2 separate regions of the Hordeum vulgare genome follow, and region 2 is linked to region 1. A link is a contact called in public Hi-C data. All regions are on one chromosome and are shown on one strand. Each heading gives the region's core, a stretch centred on a gene start, on an enhancer-like site or on the middle of the called end of the contact. The rest is flanking DNA. Distances are from core to core; before and after follow the strand shown.

Region 1 (7,202 bases), core at 1,489-3,988:
TCGTCCATCACCAGCTCATTGCGAGCGTCGCCTTCGTCTTCCCCGACCACTTCATCTATTCCGACCATTGCGGGCAACATCGGCCCACGCCGATTTGCGCCGCAACCGTCGTCGAGTCCTTCTCTGCTAGCCTCCTCGACATGGCGTATAGGTTGTGTGCAAGTCCCCGTCTCCGCATGCCCGGTGCTGGCAACACCGACGTGTGCCTTCGTCCCCGATGTGCTCCTAGGCCTGGCAAGCCTGGCGCGGCGCATCGCCAACATCGACTTCGTCCGTCTACGCATGCGCAGTGCTGGCAACACCGATGCGTGCCTTCGTCCACGATGTGTCCCCGTACTTGGCAAACCCGGCGCTACGTGTCGTCAGCTACGTCTTCTTCCCAGCGCACCTCTGCGCCCATGACTAACTCGGCGCCTCCTTGCGCCCACGGCTCCACGACGACTTCCTCGACACCGGCTACCCCGACTCGACATCGACCACGGCGTTCTTCGCACGGCTACCTCGACCACGGCTACACCACCCTACGCTCTCGGTTACCTCGACATCGACACAAAGGGCTACCGCCTTGCTTTAGCAATCTCGTCGATTTTCACTCCAGCCACGACTTCCGCGATGCATCGACCGTTACGACAGTGGGGGGATGACCGTTGGCTTACCTTCGGATTCTTCTCCAGTCTCACCATCTGCGTCGCTACCGTTGTGACTGCGGGGGGGTGTTGAGTATACTGATTATTAGGAAATATGAGATAGACTAGGATTTGTCCTAGCTTGCCTTGTACTCCAAGTTGATCATTGTACTCCTATATATATATGCCCATGAGGCTCAAGCAATACAACAACAATTCCACCAATCCCTCTATTCCCCTTCAACAATGACAATCTTGACATGGACGATGAGGGCTTCGATGATACCAGGCAATGAAGGTGCTTCCGGTCATGCTCTCGACAACGGTACTTCACCGCTTCACAACGTCGACAAAGAAGTCGGTGATGATGATGATCGTACCACGGTTCACAAGGCCAGTGGTGTTGATGATCCGCATGAATGATATTCATGTGTATTTTAGTTTGTAGGCCAAAAAACTTTGATTGGGACATTGCACTTTTGGTAGAGAGATTTCAAACTATGATGATGATAATGCACTTTTGTTATGATTTGAACTATGATGATGATGCACTTACTTCGAATTTGAAGTGATATTTGAACGCAAAACCGCGGCTATACAGGGCTGAACAGCAGCCGCGCGACCGCAGGCCGGTTTTGCATCTTTGTTTTGGACCATCTATTGGAGATGCTCTTTTTTTTTACATCTCCGTTTTGGACCATCTGTTGGAGTTAAGCCTTTTTCGAAGATGTAAAAAAGCACTTTTTGGTGCTCCAAATTTGGACCATCACCTGTTTGGACCGCCAAAATTTGGAGCATCTATTGAAGATGCTCTAATAAAGATTCCGGACGTCAAACCATTATTTGTTCACTTTGCAGCATTCGGTAACTAATCAACTGCACACAAGATACATCTCATTTAAGACGACTGGTGTCAGCAATATGTGAGAGCCAGATTGCAGCAACACTACACACATACAAAATATTTATTGTGGTTTTTCCCCTCTCAAGCACGTCGCGCAGTATTCCAGTACTCCTCGAAGCAATAGGCAGTCTTACTGGCTACACCCATAACTAGTACTAGCAGTCTTACCGGCTACACCCGTAACTAGGACTAGTAGTAAACCATGACTGCTCCCGTCAAAAAAAATTGTCAAAGCGAGTTGCTCTGCTGCGCTCAGACCAATGATCCTAGACGTACAGAGCTTTAGGCTAGTTGTAATGGTAGTATCATATACTAGTATCATGCATATGATACTAGTGTATGATACCATAGCCGTAATGCATAGTATCATAAGGTAGTCCATTTATTGCCATGCAAGACACATTGTAACACATCGTTTAATATGATACGGTATCATAATATGATACTCAACTCTCTCTTTCTTCATTTAATTCTATGCCACTTCATCGAAATTGCTTAGTTAGCATACATGATACTACCTATGATACTTCCATTACGGACAGCCTTATAGGATTGTTACGGACGAGACAGTTTGTGGTTTGTTAATAATCTCTCCGCCCCCTGATTCCAAATCAACTTCCCCGTAATCTCATGTAAAATAAGCCCGTATATGTAGATATTACTGGGAAGTTGATTTGAAGGTATACTATTAGTTGGAAGATGGCCCCCCACCCGAAAATCAGGGGGCGGAGAGATTATTAACGAATCACAAACTGTCTCGGAGATCCGCTAAAGCTCTGCACGTCTAGGATTATTTTGCACCTAAAAACGAGACAAAGAATAGCAAAATCCCTTTCTCAAACCACCACACCTAAATCTAGAACGCAACATACATGACACGTTGTGAACCCATACCAGATCTAACCGTGTGAGGAGAACGCAAATTAGAACAGAGCGGAGAAGGGAGAGGCCGCGGCGCACCTGCTGCTGGGATTCGCTGTTGAAATCAAACATCCTCCTCCGCCTCCAGCTCAGGTAGCTGCGGCCGCGCCCGAACGAGAGCACGATTCGTGCTGTCTCCCGGGTGCCAGCGATATATCCAGACAGCTACTAACAAAAGAAGGAGCGAGGAAGAAATCCTCAATCCCCACCCCCAACCGAGACGAGAGGAGCCGAGTCCAGGGAGCTGCAGACGCGTGGTGGCCGGGAAATGGCCTGGCGGGGGTGTGGGGTGGGGCTACCGCCACGTATGCAGGGAGCGCATCCAGGTAGTGGCGGAGAGAGCTCGATCAAATGCCGCTCTCCGATTGGCTAAACCGCTGGTTTAGAGTAACTCATCGAACTGTACACTGATTTTGCCCTTTTTTAATCCATTTACATGTTTAGATCGATGCTTGCGCTATCATGACTCATTTTTAAAGTGACATTATTGTGTTTGGGTCGGTGTGTGCTCAACGCTGTCGTGACTCATTTATTATGTGGTGCGAAAAAATACATCATAAATATTTTGAAAATAAAAATTTAATTAGACATTAATATCAACCACAAAAGCCGACGAGAATCCACGAGTCAATCTTTGCATTAAGTAAATTAGTTGATCGTCCGTGCGTTGCCACGGGACGTCATACCCTATGAACAAGATAAACGCTCATGCGTAGGTGTGTGTTTCTCTTATATGGTATGTTATCATTTACGATGACATGATATATTACCACGTTTACGTTGTGTCTCTTGCTTTTTGTATGGATTAATAACATTCATGAATGGTGAGTTGTTTTCTGAAAATTCGTAATTTGTATTAACCAAACAATTAAAACCAATGCTTCATGTATTTTTCAAACCTGAATTTATTGTGATAACTCATCAAAGGGAGTAAGGCAAAAGGACATTCGGTTGGGAAGATGATAAAAAGAGAAGTATATATATATATATATATATATATACGAAAACTACATGCCATCATATTTATATACGAAATTTATTGTGATAACTCATCATAGCTCCAGATTTACCCATAAACATCTCAATATATGTATATACGAAAACTACATGTCATCATATAAGGTACTATACAAAAAATTGAAGTCCTAATGACCTTCACTCTCAAGTAGTATGAGCTAGCAACTCTCTTTCCCTCTATCTAGTCCTAAATATGAACAACGGAGTAACAAAAAGCATGTGATTACTCACTCTCCTCATCTTTACATATCCTTTTTGTATAACTGTAGTAGAAATTGAGCCAATACCAGCAATCATGTCATATATAACATCTCCCTTGAAAACGGAAACAAAATCTGATAGGTTCATGCTCAATCTCGAATTCCAGACCCAAACCATAGTCAAATTTGTATGCAAAACAAGACTGATTGACTAGTCTTAGATCACCTCGACTATTTCCACTTTTGTTTGAAATCCTTGGATATTTTTTCTTTATAGCGTCACCATGTCGACGTCAAAAGACAAGGATTTCTCCCGACCCCCAAGCCACCACCCCCCGGACAATCAGAGACGCACCACTAAGCATGCCATCCACCAACAAACGCCACCTCAGTCTTGCAATCATCATCGTCGTCTCACCGTGGTCAACGTAGCAAGGCCGGTCAGTCTGAGGCGAACCACCCGAAGACACGATCTGACAGGGGGACAACCACACGGGAGGGGACTACCTCCACCGTCCAAGACGGTCGCCGTCCGGACACGATGACGAGAGCACACCAAACCATTGGAACCGAGGGGCAGCAGCAGCGCAGCCACCCGAAGGGCGTCCTCCACTGCCATCAGCGGGTGCCGACCGGACACAGTAGCCAGGACACACCAGGCCAAGAAGGTCCGGCCGAGCGCCGACCAAGTCCCGGGGCTCGTAAAGTCCCCGCTAACGTGCTGCTGCACGTAGGCCGCCACCGCCGCTACCCTCATGCAGCCCAAAAGCTCAGCCGGGCATGGACAAGCTCGTGAAGCTCCCATCATCACGCTGCAGGGATGCGATGTCAACGCTGTCATCCCCACCACGAGCCGCGCCCCAAACCAACCAGAGGCGACGAGGCAGGCCCGACCAGACCCAGATCGGGCCCGGGGGGTCCAGATCTGGGCCTGAAAGGCCGGATCGCTGCCACCGCTACCCAGCCACCAACGGCAGCACCACGGCCACCGAGACCATCCACGCCGCACCAGGGGGAGCCCCGCCGCCGCGTCGGGCCGCTATCGCCGAGACGCACCACCAGGCCCCGGGCTGCCCCGCGCCACCCGAGCCAGGAGGGGAAAGGCCGGAGTCCCGCCGCCACTGGGGCCACCCGACCAAGGGCCGGCGCGGCGCACCGGCAACAACAGGAGGAGGGAGGGAAGGGAGGGGCGAGCGGGCAGGAGGATGGGGGCGCGGCCCGACCGTCGCGGGGGCGGCGCGGGTCGCGGGAGGGGAGGAGGGGGAGAGGGGGCGCGGATTCGGGGCCCCTCGGGCGGCGGAGTGGGAGGGGAGGAGGGGGAGGGGGCGGGGCCGGCCGGCGGAGGGAGGGAGGAGGGGGAACCCTAGGGAACCCGCCTCGCCCTTGGTCCGTTTTCGTTATTAGGTCCTACACCTTGTACTTACAAGAATATATAATCTATCCGAAGTAAATTATGTACATTGACCATAATGTTATCTGAATTATTTTGCGCATTAAGTACTTTGCTCCAAATTTAGTATCCTTGATTGTGTGGGAATTAGGATAACAACGAGTTACTCGAGAACAAAAAAAGGCACAAGGAGCCTTACATGACAGATAACCTTTGCTATGACATCATAGATGATATTTGCTTTGACCCAACCTATTCATAAAAAGAACTATCAGTAACAAGATAAAAAAATGAAACAATAACAACAACAAAAATGGCATAAGAAACAACTATTGCACAATATGTTAGAATGAGGTGTATTGCAGGAAGAAGATCGTAGTTCCCTGCAAAAAGGCTAGCCTAGATAATGAGTAAACTTAATTAGTCAATCAATGATTCATCGTGGAGAATAATCGCTTATTTGCCAACACCTTAAATAACCAACAGCAAAATAAGCTACATTAAAACGAGATACTATTATAGTTTACGGTAAAAGAGAAGAATAAGTATGTCAGAAACATTGTCACCATAAATTTCTAGGGAACGATCTCAAAGTTTTAGCCTCTGCCATTATAGGTTGACTCTACAGCCTTTTTTTACTTAATGGATGCATGATACGTCTCAAACGTATCTATAATTTTTGATGGTTTCATGCTGTTATCTTGTCATCTTTGGATGTTTTATGTACCTTTTATATCTTTTTTGGGACTAACTTATTAATTCAGTGCCAAGTGTCAGTTCCTGTTTTTTCTGTGTTTTTGGCTCTTTTCAGATCTGATTTTGGAACGGAGTCCAAACGGAATAAAATCCCCGAAATGTTTTTTTCCCGAACGAAAGAAGATCAGGGGGCTTGTGGGCCAAGCCAGGAGGGCTACAGGGAGCCCACAAGCCCCCACTCCGCCACGAGGGGGCGGCGGTGGGCAGGCTTGTGGCCTCCGTGGCTCCCCCCTGACCTAGATCTTGCGCCTATATATTCCCTAAAAATCAGAAAAAAATCAAGGGATCCACGAAAATACTTTTCCGCCGCCGCAAGCTTCCGTTTCCGCGAGATCTCATCTGGAGACCCTTCCCGGTGCTCTGCCGGAGGGGACTTTGGAGTTGGAGGGCTTCTTCATCATCATCATCGCCCCTCCAATGACTCGTGAGTAGTTCACTTCAGACCTACGGGTCCATAGTTAGTAGCCAGATGGCTTCTTCTCTCTCTTGGATCTTCAATACAAAGTTCTCCATGATCTTCATGGAGATCTATCCGATGTAATCTTCTTTGGCGGTGTGTTTGTCGAGATCCGATGAATTGTGGATTTGTGATCAGATTATCTATGATATATATTTGAGTCTTTGTTGATTTCTTTTATGCATGATTTGATATCCTTGTAAGTCTCTCCGAGTCTTGGGTTTTTTCTGGCCAACTAGATCTATGATTCTTGCAATGGGAGAAGTGCTTGGTTTTGGGTTCTTACTGTGTGGTGACCTTTCCCAGTGACAGTAGGGGCAGCAAGGCACACATCGTGTAGTTGCCATCAAGGGTAACAAGGTGGGCTCTGTCGTAGATATGAGATTGTCCATCTACATCATGTCACCTTTCTTAAGGCGTTACTCTGTTCTTTTGGACTTAATACACTAGATGCATGCTGGATAGCGGTCGACGTGTGGAGTAATAGTAGTAGATGCAGAAAGTATCGGTCTACTTGTTTGGACGTGATGCCTATAGATATAATCATTGCCATAGATGACGTCACGACTTTACGCGGTTCTATCAATTGCTCGACAGTAATTTGTTCACCCGCCGTCTACTTGCTTTCATGAGAGAAGCCACTAGTAAACACTACGGCCCCCCGGTCTATTCACATCTATCGTTTCCACTTCTTTTACTTTGCTTTGTTACTTTGTTGCTTTCAGTTCTCACTTGGCAAACAATCTATAAGGGATTGACAACCCCTTCATAGCGTTGGGAGCAAGCTTTTTGTGTTTGTGCAGGCACTTGTGATACTCCTTCACTGGATCGATACCTTGGTTCTCGAACTGAGGGAAATACTTACCACAGCTGTGCTACATCACCCTTTCCGCTTCGAGGGAACACCAACGCAAGGATCCAAGGCCACGGG
Region 2 (6,946 bases), core at 2,916-5,415, 270 kb after region 1:
ATCTCCTCATGCCCTCGCACAATGCAAGATGACGTGATTCCACTAAAGGACCCTTGAGGGTGGTCACCGAACCCGTAAAAACAAGGTTGGGGAAATCTCTACAACTTAATTGGAGGCTCCCAACAACACCACGAAGCTTCACCACAATGGACCGTGGCTCCGAGATGACCTCAAATGCCCGGGGCAATCTCCACAACCTAATTGAAGACCCTGACGCTTGACCGGAGCTTTACACCACAATGATTGAGCTCTAAGGCACCACCAAGCTTCTAGGACGCCAAAGCATCCAGGAATAAAAAATTCTAGGGTATCAAGTACCCAAGGGTAATAAGCTTCTCAAACTTTTCCCTTCCACGTATCACCGTGGAGAACTCAAACTGATGCAACTAATGCTATGGCAATAACAAACGAAGTGGTCAAGTCCCTTAGACTCAAATCCCTCCACAACAACAAAAGCTATGGAGAAATAAAAGAGGAAGAGCAAGGAGCTCACAAAGAACTCCAAAATCAAGATCCAAGGGGTTTGCCTTACATAGAGGAGAAAGTGATTGGGGGAAATGTGGATCTAGATCTCCTCTCTCTTTTCCCTGAAGAACTAGCAAGAATCGTTGGAGGGATTGAGAGTTAGCAAGCTCTAAGAAGGTCAACAATGGGGGGGAAAGACGAGCTGGAAAGATGGGGAACCATGGGAGAAGAAGATCCCCTTAAATAGGTCCCCACAAATCTGCCCATTATGTGAAGAAATAGAGAGGGACGGTACAACCGGACTATGTAATATAGCGGTACAACCGCCCAACCACCGGACCAAAACAAAAACTAGTTTGATGGTAGAGCGGTAGATGGCAGATACAACCTCCGAACAAATTCTCAAGCGATACAACCACTCCAAACACTGGTTGCACCTGTCAACAAGTACAACCTCTCTTAGAACTGATACAACCTCTGAGTGTAAAACAGGTAAGACAAAAACAATCATAACTTTCACGTATGAGCTTCGAATTGAGCAAACTCAAGCTTGTTGGACAGCAAACGACAAGTACAATTCAAACAAAGAATGGTTATAGAAATAAGAGGTAGTAGAAAAATGCCAATGATATAGAGATGTGAAACCTCTATGGATGAAGAACCGACAAAAGCTCCAACATCGAAAACATCATAGAAGATGCACATGAACTCCGTTTTCGATGAGCTCTCAACAAATGATACCATCAAACTACTCACTTGAGAGCCCCCCTTGACAATATGGCAATCTATCCTAAAATAGAAAAACCTATCAAGGGTAAACCTATACCTTGCACATAGTCCACTTGAGCTAGATTATGATGATCTTGACTTCCTCAAGATGTACCATCTTTCTTGAGTGTGTTGGCTTGATGAAGACTGGTTGATTGCTCCCCCATACTCACTATGGGTGAGCCACTCTTGAGCACATCTTCACAAGTCCACTGCCACCACAATGGACGACAAGCTTCAAGCATGATGTCTTCGTGATGATCCACTTGAACTTGCACACCGCAATATTGATGACGATCACCACTTGATGTCATCCTTCATTGGTTGAATGGGATCTTCCTCTTTGACGCAAGCCCATGAAAACACACCTAACCCCACATAGAACTCTCACGAAGACCATGGGTTAGTACACAAAATTGTAATGGACAATGCTTACCATACCATGGGATAACTTGATCCCTCTCGGTACATCTTGTACGCTTTCTGTGTTGATCAACTTGATTTACTCTTTGTCTTAGTCTTGATCAACCTTGTGGCTTTATGACCATTCTTTGGATAATACCTTGAATACCACCTTGGTCATCATATAAACTCCTTGAAACCAACAGATGGACTTCAAGAAGTGCCTATGGAATTTTTTTTTCGAATATAACATAAGGCAACCATTAGTACATATGGATTGTCATCAATTATCAAAACCACATCAGGAGAAATATGCTCCAACAATTCCCCCATTTTGGTAGTTGATGACAATCACTTTCAAGAGAGTTTATATAAGGAAATAAGCATAACCAAGCACACACATACAAAGCAAGAGTGCATGTGTTTGAGATGAAAATGCATAATCAATAAAAGCAAAACTTTCTAAACATCTCCAAACTAAACTCTGTAAATTTCTCCCCCATTGGCATCGATTGCCAAAATGGACGAAAAGTTTAAAAAGTCAATATAATAGATGGTCCTCCAAAAAGTGTGTACTTCTCAACAAAAGAGTGCAAAGAAATGCACATATACAATGATAAGTAGTTGGAGAAAAACAAACTATATCGAGGACCCAAAGATTGCAAAAAGGATCATATGTCACAAAGACATAGAAATGAGAGAAGCAAGCAATCAAAAGATACCAAAAGGAACAAGCAATCACATGGTCCTTCGAACCGCATGAATAAAAGATATTATGATATGGGCAAAGTAGTGTTTTATCAAAACTAGAGAAGCTCCCCATGATTTTTGCACTAATAAGATTTTTTTTATTTGATACAAGCACACAAAATAGGATCATTGCTCCCCCAAAGTTAATAAAAACACACAACAAGCGCAAGCAAGTAGATAAGACAATAAGCATATCACTTGCACAAAACAAATGGTTGAGCAACGTGTAAAAGAGGCAACTTAAGAATAGGCCCAACCAAAATGATGTGTGTGAGTCATGGCAAAGAACTGGAGAAGACTAAGATATGGTTGAGCATTACTCATCAACATAGTCTTGATGAAATGAGAAACAAAGTGCAAGACATATCCTTCCCACACACACTACTAGCAAATGGGTTAACAAGCTTACTAATAAACAAATTAAGAACCAATGCTTTGACAACCCATGGTGAAGATAGGCAATAATAACCTTGTCAAGAGGAGGGATACCAATCGAAATGGCAAAACCCTCGTCAAGACAAACATGAGGAAAAATAATCTTCACCACCAACGAGTGCATCAAGATGCAAGGATATAAGATCTGCACTCAAGACAAATACTTTCACGAAACCACCAGAAACTGAAAAAGAAAATTCAAAGGTGGACGTGAAAGAAAAGAGGATATCAATTAGAGATGTAACTTCTCTCATGTGTAAAAGATTATAGGTAGAAGAGAATCATGATGATATATATCCACAAAGAAGGATGTACACACAAAGTTGTTATAAGAAGGAACGAACAAGATATCCAGAAGGAAGTCATAAACATACCAATAAGATCTTTGCTTGAAAGCATAACACATGGTCTAATATTTTTTTGTTATACAAAAATGAACTTCCAACTCACGAAGATCAAAGACATCACAACTAGCAATACGACATCATCGTTGGGATGCTTTGAGAAAGGAAACAAGTACCACATGAACGATTCAAGAAATTTATGCCATGGTGCAACCTAGAAAAGGTTGAATACAAGAAATGCATGCATGAAGTAGATACTTGTTACCGAGATAGCATTGGATTGATGTAGTAGGTAAATGTTCATTGATCATCCTATCTTGCCTCTAATAAGCACATGGTGTCAACACCTTCCTTGTAGGCGATCCAAGCAGATCACGCTACTCTTATCTTTTGTGATGTTGCATGTTGAATACAACCAGATCACGCTACTAATTATGCGTGAATTGAAATATTCATCCAATTTCAGAACAATCAACACATCCAACATCTTCACATCTTGGCAATGTCCCGTCTGACTTTTTCTCCTCTTCAGGCAGAGATTTTTGGTCTCTTGCTTGGGACTAGGCTAGCGGAGATACTCAACATTCAGGATCCTCATTTTCTCACAAATTGTTGAGTGCTTGTTTCGGCAACAAAAGCGATAAACATTTTCTCTGCTCTAGGACACTGGGAAAGGGACCTTTAATAGCCCAGATACAAAACAATCATTCTTTTCAGAGGAGCATGGTTTCTCACATTAATAGAGGAATCAATCTCAAGGCTCGTCATCTTGCAAGACTAGCTTTGAAAAGGCAGAATAGACCTTTAATGTTTCGTTGTTTAAGTTCAGATAGAGGATTTTGTCCAATCAGAGAAATTCTCACTGTATCCAGCGTGTTACTTCTTTCTGTAAAATGCTCCTGGTTGAATAAATCTTTAAGTTCCAAAAAAAAAAAGTCCTGACTCCAGGTTGTTTCCCGAGAGGAAATGCAACGCACATGAGATGGTACATGCATGGCATGCCGCGTTTCGCGTCCAGATGGCGAGCTGCGCTGCGCAGATAGCCTATAGCCAGACACAATCGTCCCGTCGGGGTGGTCGACCAAGGAGAGCCATTCGTCTGCCCCAGGCGCGCACGATGGCCACTTCGACGCTTCCCTCGCACCCATAGTCGAATCCACCTCTCCAGAGGAGGCCGGGGAGTCAAAAATCTTGCTAGCATCTGCGCCGAGCCGATCGAGCACGCAAGCAAAAAAGCCACGTAAGTGCACAGGGTAAGGCGAGGACAGGCGCCATGCTCCGCCTGTTCCCGCTCTCCCTCTCCGCCCAGTACCGGAGCGGTGGCCCGCCGCCGCACCGCTGCTTCGTCGACGGCGGCTCGCCGTCCCAGAGAACCGGGCCAGGGCTCCACGCCAACAACGGATTTGGCGTTAGAGTCCGGAGGCGAGCGCTCCGCGGGGCAGACGTCCAGCCGGACACCCCGTCGTCGCGCCGGGACGGGGATAAGCCGCTGCACGCGGATGCGCAACAGGGGGAGGACGGCGGCGTGGAGCTGCTGGACTCGGTAAGGAAGCTGCTGCTGGAGGACGCCGAGCCGGGGGAGGAGGAGCAGGGCCAGTTCCCGAAGCGCTGGGCCATAGTCTTCCTCTGCTTCTCCGCCTTCCTCCTCTGCAACATGGACCGTGTACGTGCGCATCCCCCCTCATTCCTCACCATCGATATCCATAGCTACTGAACCTCCAGCAATGGTTGACATTAATTTGCAGGTAAACATGAGCATTGCCATCATGCCCATGTCCGTGGAGTACGGCTGGAACCCGCAAACCGTCGGCCTCATCCAGTCGTCCTTCTTTTGGGGCTACCTCCTAACTCAGGTCAGTGGTTCAGACTGGGGAGCAACCATTGAATAATATTGCACATGCACACAGTTTGTATCTACAGTATTATTCATGGAAGATCGGCCATTTACTCCCTCCCCTTGAGTGTATCTAACACCATTGTCATTGCAGATAGCAGGAGGGATATGGGCAGACAAAGTTGGGGGGAAGACTGTTCTTGGTTTCGGCGTGATTTGGTGGTCCGTCGCCACAGCTCTTACGCCTGTGGCTGCAAAGCTAGGCTTGCCATTTCTCCTTATTGTGCGTGCTTTTATGGGAATTGGCGAGGTAAGCCTTGATAATCATCCTTACAGTACAAAGCCACGTCACTGTAGCACTGTGACTTTGCTTCAGCGAGTCATAGAATCCGGTTCCTAATTTCATGGTCAAGTTGAACATTTGGTGCATTATGTATCATCCAGTTTGCCTTTGATAATTTGCACGGGTCTAGGCTACTCATAGTGGGGAGTATCATATACTAAGATCATGCATATGATACTAGTGCATAGTATCATAGTGTAATATCATATATAATCTTGTTTATTGTCATGCATGACACAAAGTTGTAGGATCCAAAGTATGTCTAGAGGAGAGGTGATTAGATTTCTTGACTAAATAAAAACTTAGTCTTTTTCTAATTTTAGTTGTGGGCCAGTTTTAGCAATTGTAACTAGTCAAGCACAACTTACACATGCATATTTAAGAGTATAGTAGCAGAAAGTAATGACATGCAAATGTAAGTAGAGGGTAGGGATAGGGAAATCAAACGCAAAGGTTGACACGATGATTTTTGGCGTGGTTCCGATAGGTGATGCTATCGTATGTCCACGTTAGTGGAGAATTCAACCCACGGAGGATAACGGTCGCGCGAGTCCACGAAGGGCTCAACCCATGGAGGGTCCATAGAGAAGCAACTTTGTCTATTCCATCATGGCTTATGTCCATGATGGATTTTTTTTAGAAAAGGAGGATGACCCCCGGTCTCTGCATCTGGGAGATGCATGCGACCATTTTATTGATTATTTCCGAGTACCTTACAAAGTAGTACAACAATATGTCTGAATCCGCCATCTTGGCAACATTTGCCGCTACTCCTATCCATATGATGAAGGGGTGCAAGCTGAGCCAAATACCCAGACCTCTCACCTAAGCCTAACATCTAAAGCCGGAGGCCCCGACCGAGCCACATACCGGGTCAGTGGCACAAACCGGTCTGACGCACTCACACGTGTCGCCGCCACCATCTTCCACTGGTTCATCTTCAGAGCAGATTGAGGTACCAGCCTTGGCAGGTGCCTCCGCCATCGACGCCACCATGACGCCAAATGACGACCTCCACCTACGCGAGTCCATCTCCAAGCAGCGGACGTAGATCCATGTTAGGATAGGGCCGCACCACCGCTGTCGCCCACCACCCACAAGCACCACCCAGCCCCAACGTTCCCAAAGCGGCGCCTTCAAGAAGGGAACGACACCGTGAGCGCCGTCGCCGCCCAACAAAGTTAGGGCTTTCGCTCGGGAGACCTAGGGCAAGGGGAAGTGAGGGGATCAGTCCATACCGACGCCTCCAAGGAGGGAAACGACGCCCTCAGGCGTCGCCGTTGACGCGGCCGGCCATGGCCGGCCAGGGATTTCGCCCGAACTAGATCCCCGTCACCAGCAGCGCCTCCTGTACAGAACCGGCGACCCAAGGAAGCGCGGCCCGACCAGGCTAGCCCGCACGCCGAACATGGGAGGAGGGGATGCGCCAGATCGCGTGCATTGACCACCGCAGAAGCCGCCGTCGGCCGCCAACGACCATTGGATCCCGCCGCCCGCGCGGCTCGGACGCCAGATCCACCGCCTGCACAGCTGCTAGCTTGCCGTGCCTCGTCCATGGAGCCGCCGCTCCAGATCTGGAGTTCCCCACGCAGCTGCCTCACGCGG

The links. A called contact is a pair of places that touch in the nucleus more often than the background predicts.
Region 2: a contact with region 1 is called in a Hi-C map of seedling, with 6 times the contacts expected there. The contact joins the promoter of LOC123443601 here to the promoter of LOC123443599 in region 1. A contact is called at or near these places in 3 of 6 Hi-C or Micro-C datasets (leaf and seedling).

What each region holds. Positions count from the first base shown.
Region 1 is chr3H:241,382,092-241,389,293 of MorexV3_pseudomolecules_assembly, forward strand. It overlaps LOC123443599 (protein LNK2-like), which reads right to left and starts at 2,739. Exons shown (of 8, transcript XM_045120057.1): 1 at 2,491-2,739. The coding sequence starts at 2,523.
Region 2 is chr3H:241,648,686-241,655,631 of MorexV3_pseudomolecules_assembly, forward strand. It overlaps LOC123443601 (probable anion transporter 1, chloroplastic), which reads left to right and starts at 4,166. Exons shown (of 10, transcript XM_045120059.1): 1 at 4,166-4,827; 2 at 4,910-5,017; 3 at 5,153-5,308. The coding sequence starts at 4,438.